Linked DNA regions of Mus musculus: region 1 is linked to region 2. A link is a contact called in public HiChIP or PLAC-seq data. All regions are on one chromosome and are shown on one strand. Each heading gives the region's core, a stretch centred on a gene start, on an enhancer-like site or on the middle of the called end of the contact. The rest is flanking DNA. Distances are from core to core; before and after follow the strand shown. Region 1 overlaps Ssx2ip (synovial sarcoma, X 2 interacting protein). Region 2 has its middle 18 kb from the start of Gm35352.

Region 1 (2,700 bases), core at 11-2,510, 440 kb after region 2:
ATTAAAAATAGGATTTGAAAAAAATTAAAGTTACAGGGTGTGGTGGTATACACCTTTAATCCCAGTACTCAAAAGACTCAAGCTGTTGGGTCTCTGTGAGACCGGGCCAGCATGGTCTACATAGTAAGTTCCAGGATAGCTAGGGGTACATAGAGAAACCCTGTCTCAAACAAACAAACAAACAAACAAAAACTTTAAATTTTTCTTATTTTAGTTCCTGAAATACAGTGAGCACTAAAAAGTACTGGAGCTGCTAAAAATAGAACTTACTTTGGAAATGTTAAGTTTGAAGGAAATCTGCAAAATATGCTTTAAAAGAATTCCAAGAGCAAATACAAGTTTTAGTCCTGTAATGTTCTTGTGGCCCGTAGATACTTAGGCTCCTGAGGGGCACTGGCTCCTTAACACGCTATCATGCTCTTCTCTTGGTCTTGGTTTTGGTTCTTCCCGGCTAGAAGACAGCGTCTTGGGTACTGTTCCCCTTTATAGAATAGCCCTGTCTGTCAGATCTAGAATAAAAAGGGGCAACAGCATCTTAGACATGATCAGCCAGGAGCCATCTTCTTCTGAAATGAAGAGACAGGCTCACGGCCTTCCGCCATGTGCTCAGTGCTTGCTGAGTCAGGGCCTAGGGGAGTGTAGCTGGCGTTTCCTCCTCCTGGTGTGTAGCTGAAGGTAAGCTGTCTCTTAGTCTCTTGCATCAACAGAACAAGGCAGTACCCACCCATTCCTTTCCTACGGCCATCTAAGGAGTAAGGGGCGGAGCCAGTGAGCCACATGTGGCCTGTGGTGGATGGTGGCAATGTCACTGTCTCCCTTGCTGGTCTTGCACATCAGAAGGCGTATGTCTTCTTAATTCTCACCCCACCGATCTTTTGCCAGTCTGTGGATAGCTTCATAGGTCTCTAAACTGTAGCCAGAGTGACTGGTCTTTCTACTTTCAGGGAAGACATAAAACAGACGGATCCCAGGACCCCTGGCTCATGTGCCCCATGGCTAGAAGGACCGGAAAGAATTTAAAATATTTTTTTTAAATGTGACTAACAGTACACATTTTAAAAAATTTATAAAGGATTTTAACTACAAATAATTAGCTAGTTTGTATTCCTTGGTTCACCACACATTCTGTGTGTGTGTGTGTGTGTGCATGCACACGCATGAGTGCATGTATGTTGATGCATTTCCGTGGGGTCACGTGGGCAGGGTAAATGCATGGGCAGCACACGTGTGGAAGATAAGAGGACAACCTTGTGTGCGAGTCCTCAGATGCCTTCTACCTTTCGTTTGAGATAGAGTCCGTTACTGGCCTGGGACTTGGCCACATGGCAAAGAACTAAAGAGACAGTTTACACACGTCATCTACATACTTATCGACAGCTACAAACCTGGAGGAAAAAAACAGTGTTCCAAAGATCCTGATGCAGCTTTATACACTCTTTATTTAAAATGAATTAATTTAATACATATGAGTGCCCCACAATTGCTCTCTTCAGACACACCAGAAAAGGGCGCCAGACCCCATTACAGATGGTTGTGAGCCAACATGTGGTTGCTGGGAATTGAACTCAAGACCTCTGGAAGAACAGCTGGTGCTCTTTACTGCTGAGCCATCTCTCCAGCCGAGCTTTATACACTCTTAACTCAATATATCCAGAGTGAAGGATGGGAATTGTTTCAGCCTGCCTAAACATCAAATAACATGGCTGATGATAGGGATCTTGTGACTGTCCATGAATTTGCTTGGCTCTGCCTCCTGTCTTCCAGTGCCTGGTTTTCCATGGATTCCTGGGATCCAAATGCAGGTCCTTGGGCCTCTGAGACGGGCAGTTTACTGACTGAGTCCTTCTCTCAGCGCTCATTACACAGTCTATTGTGAGCTCATCTTGTTTACTTTAATGATAAGACATGTAATACAGAAGGGGACTTTGACAGTACCCTCTGTATAAACCCCTCTGTCCCTTCCTGTGAGGCAGTGACTGCTGAATCCTGCCTCAGTCTGTGTTTTACAGATGTGTCACTCTTGTTTTCCATATGTGCACAATTAAAAACCAAGTGTTAAATGTCCTGTCTCTTGGAACACTCGTTCTGTTGGGTGTCCCTTATCTGTTGTGTGTCACTGGGTTTCTGATGGCCACATAACCACCCATCTTGGGAACAAGTGCGTGCTTGGGTTGTTGCAGGGTTATTCCCTGAGCCACTGCCCTGTTGTTGTGAAGGACTCTGCTGTTTCCAGACCCACCTCTTAGGGTGCATGTGTGCTGCAGTCTCTCCTGCTGCAGCAACACTGGGGGAGGGCGGGGGCGGGGGATGAGGACTGTGCTGCAGCCACGGTGCTCAGCTACCTGTGCTAGAAAGACAGTAGCACTGCCACGTCTAGCTGGGGGCATCACTGAAATCACGTCTTCACGAGTCTACCATCATTTGCATATCCACACTATTTTATTCAGCCTTTGCCCAGGTGGGAGATATGGTTAGAATCCTGTCTTTGGTGGAGTTCACAGAGGAAGAGATTGCTCTGTGGGGCCAGATGGCCAAGAGAGTAGCTATGTGGGCTGGGGCTGGAATCCTGGCTCAGCTCTCTGCTCATTAGCCCTGTGGCCCTGCCTGCATTACTGTTACATCTGCCTTAATTGTCTTACCATGGAAAGTAATTAGTGCTGCACACAGGGCTGTAGTGAGGTGGACTTGGGAATCCTGAAG
Region 2 (2,700 bases), core at 93-2,592:
TTCTTATTACTAGCTCTTGAGATGAACAGCATTAACAGGTATTGTCTGGGTGTCAGATTGAGGGGGAAAAAAACTGTTAGAATTTTAATAACAAATGAACAAAGCAATCGATGCCCTGCTCATTCTAGAACAATAACCCTGTGCTCATTCTAGAACAATAACTGAGGTTTAAAAATGGTTCCTATTACTGCCAGCTTGGTTTTTGTGGTTTCATAATTTTTTCCTCATGTCTTACTTAGTCTTTGTATATTTGTTTCTAAACCAAAGCCTCCTCTTGCATTCATTCATTCATTCATTCATTCTTCGGTTATTATTGACTATTTGTCAGTTCCTGAGAATAGGAAAAAAAAAAAAAAAAACAGGGCTGGTGAGATGGCTCAGTGGGTAAAAGCACCCGACTGCTCTTCCGAAGGTCAGGAGTTCAAATCCCAGCAACCACATGGTGGCTCACAACCATCCGTAATGAGATCTGATGCCTTCTTCTGGGGTGTCTGAAGACAGCTACAGTGTACTTACATATAATAAATAAATCTTTAAAAAAAAACAAAAAGAAAAAAAATATTTGAACTGAAACTTGAAAACAGGCAAGGTACCTATGGTTGTGCCATATATATAAATATATAAATACACACACACACACATATATATATATATATATATATATGTATATATATATTCACATATTATTAATGGGACGGACAGACAGCAGTAAATTTATCAATAACAAAACAAAAGAACATTATCGTTTATCATACTCGCTGTGATCAGTCTTTGCGTCACTAGAGACACATCCTGCAGGAGGAACAAGAACTAGCCCTGAAGTCCCTTTCAAGGCGATGAGCAGGAAACGCTCTGGCAGGTTCAAGAGGGAGAAAGGAGCATGGCTGGAGGGTGTCTTGACTTCTTTCCCTGTTTCCGTGATAAAATACTCTGGGAAGGCCGGGCGGTGGTGGCGCAGGCCTTTAATCCTAGCATTTGGGAGGCAGAGGCAGGCGGATTTCTGAGTTCAAGGCCAGCCTGGTCTACAAAGTGAGTTCCAGGACAGCCAGGACTATACAGAGAAACCCTGTCTCAAAAAACCAACCAACCAAACAAACAAACAAAATCCTCTGGTAAAAGAGACTTCAGGATGAAGGGTTCACAGGGCTCAGTTCAAGGCTCCAGGCCTTGTGGCCAGGCAGTCAAGGCGGCAGGAGACGGAAGCAGCTGCTCAGGCATCTCAGGAAGCAGAAGGCAGCGCACGCGTAAGCCTTTACTCAGCTCTTTCTCCGCTCCAGTGGTCCAGAACCCAGCCAGGAAATGGTGCGGCTCTGGGTGGGCTCTGGGTGTCACTAGTGCGGCTCTGGGTGGGTCTCTCACCTCAGCTAAGGAATTCAAGATAACCCCTCACCCACAGGCGTGCTCAAGCTAACCTCTAGGAGAATGAAAGGATGCCTCGGGGAAGTTAGGATCTGAGTGTCACAGTGCTGCCCCTCCTCCACCCCTACCTCGTTCCTTTGTAGAAATCCTAGCCCTCGGTGGGTTGGTATCAGGAAGTTAGACTTTTGGATGGAATCCCGAGTGTTTATGAAAAGAGGTCCAAAGGCTGGCTACATGGCTGAGTGAGTAAAGGCGCTTGCTGCTGAGCCTACCAGCCTAGAGTTCAATCCCTGGAACCCACATGGTGAAAGCATTAACTCCACAGAGTTGTCCTTTGCTCTGTCCTCCACATCCACACAAAATAAAAATGTAATTAGAAAGTAATTTAAAATAAACGAAGCGCACGTGTGGCTCTTGACCCCATCTACCACGTGTGGACCCAGGAAGGGAGTACTGAGTGTGAACAAGAACTCAGTCCCTCTCCTGACCTCAGACCTACTGCTACCTTGATCTTTGACCTCCTAGCCTGGAGAACGGTTGTTTGTAAGCCACCCGGTGTGTGGGTTTTTTGTTTGTTTGTTTGTTTGTTTGTTTTGTTTTTTAATGGCAGCCAGAACAGATTGAAGCAGTAAAGGAGGAAAAGACCGGAGCAGTCGCATTCTGCCGGCTCCTAGGCTGAGCTCAGGAATTCAGAATGTACTCTGTAAACACTAAGACTCTAAAAGACCCGAGGTGGGGAGGGTCAGCTGGGTGTGGAGGGTAGAGACAGTCACCATGGGGAATCACTACTCCCCCCCCCCCCGTTTTAATAGATAAATAAATAAATAAATAAATAAAAATCTATTTCTGAATCATGTCTTTCCCTTCCTCCTCTCCTCCCATCTCCCCTCCCCCATGCTCACGTCCTCCCTTTCTCCTCAGAAAAGAGGAGGCCTCCCATGGACATCAACCGGCCCTGGTTTAACAAGTTGCAGTAGGACTCAGAGCATCTTCTCCTATTGCCAATTCTTAAGACCAGGATATCTGCTCGCTCCCCTTTAACCCCAGCACGCAGGAGGCAGGGCAGGCAAATCTCTGAGTCTACAGATAGAGTTCTAGGATGGCCAGGGCCACACAGAGAAATCAGTCTTGAATCACCCCCCCCCCCAAAAAAAAAGACATCCAGTTGTGATGAATTTGTTGGCATTCAGGAGAGACCCTCACCTTTAGAAACTTGTACTGAACCCCATAACTAAATCAAGCAGCCTTTTGAGCCAAAAGTATGTCACTAGTCAAAAATTAAATGATGACCCCCCCCCCCCCCAACTTTCAAAGCTTTGGAACTCTAGTGTGCCAGTGAGA

What was found. HiChIP or PLAC-seq counts read pairs in DNA pulled down with a chosen protein or histone mark.
Region 1: an H3K27ac HiChIP or PLAC-seq map of embryonic stem cells shows a contact between it and region 2, with 2.3 times the contacts expected there. The contact joins two enhancer-like sites. A contact is called at or near these places in 1 of 39 promoter capture datasets (pre-B cells), 1 of 484 Hi-C or Micro-C datasets (the G1E-ER4 cell line) and 1 of 115 datasets of contacts at active chromatin or transcription factors (embryonic stem cells).

What each region holds. Positions count from the first base shown.
Region 1 is chr3:146,409,626-146,412,325 of GRCm38.p6, forward strand. The region is part of intron 1 of Ssx2ip (synovial sarcoma, X 2 interacting protein); the gene reads left to right. Among named protein-coding and RNA genes, the nearest start is that of Ssx2ip, 6.3 kb to the left of the region's middle. Within about 2 kb of position 1,261, at least 25 of the 459 cell types and tissues checked have an H3K27ac peak or open chromatin away from gene starts, as enhancers often do. A contact at or near this core is called in the G1E-ER4 cell line and embryonic stem cells, where this site is marked.
Region 2 is chr3:145,967,884-145,970,583 of GRCm38.p6, forward strand. No RefSeq gene overlaps it. Among named protein-coding and RNA genes, the nearest start is that of Gm35352, 18 kb to the right of the region's middle. Within about 2 kb of position 1,343, at least 56 of the 459 cell types and tissues checked have an H3K27ac peak or open chromatin away from gene starts, as enhancers often do. A contact at or near this core is called in the G1E-ER4 cell line and embryonic stem cells, where this site is marked.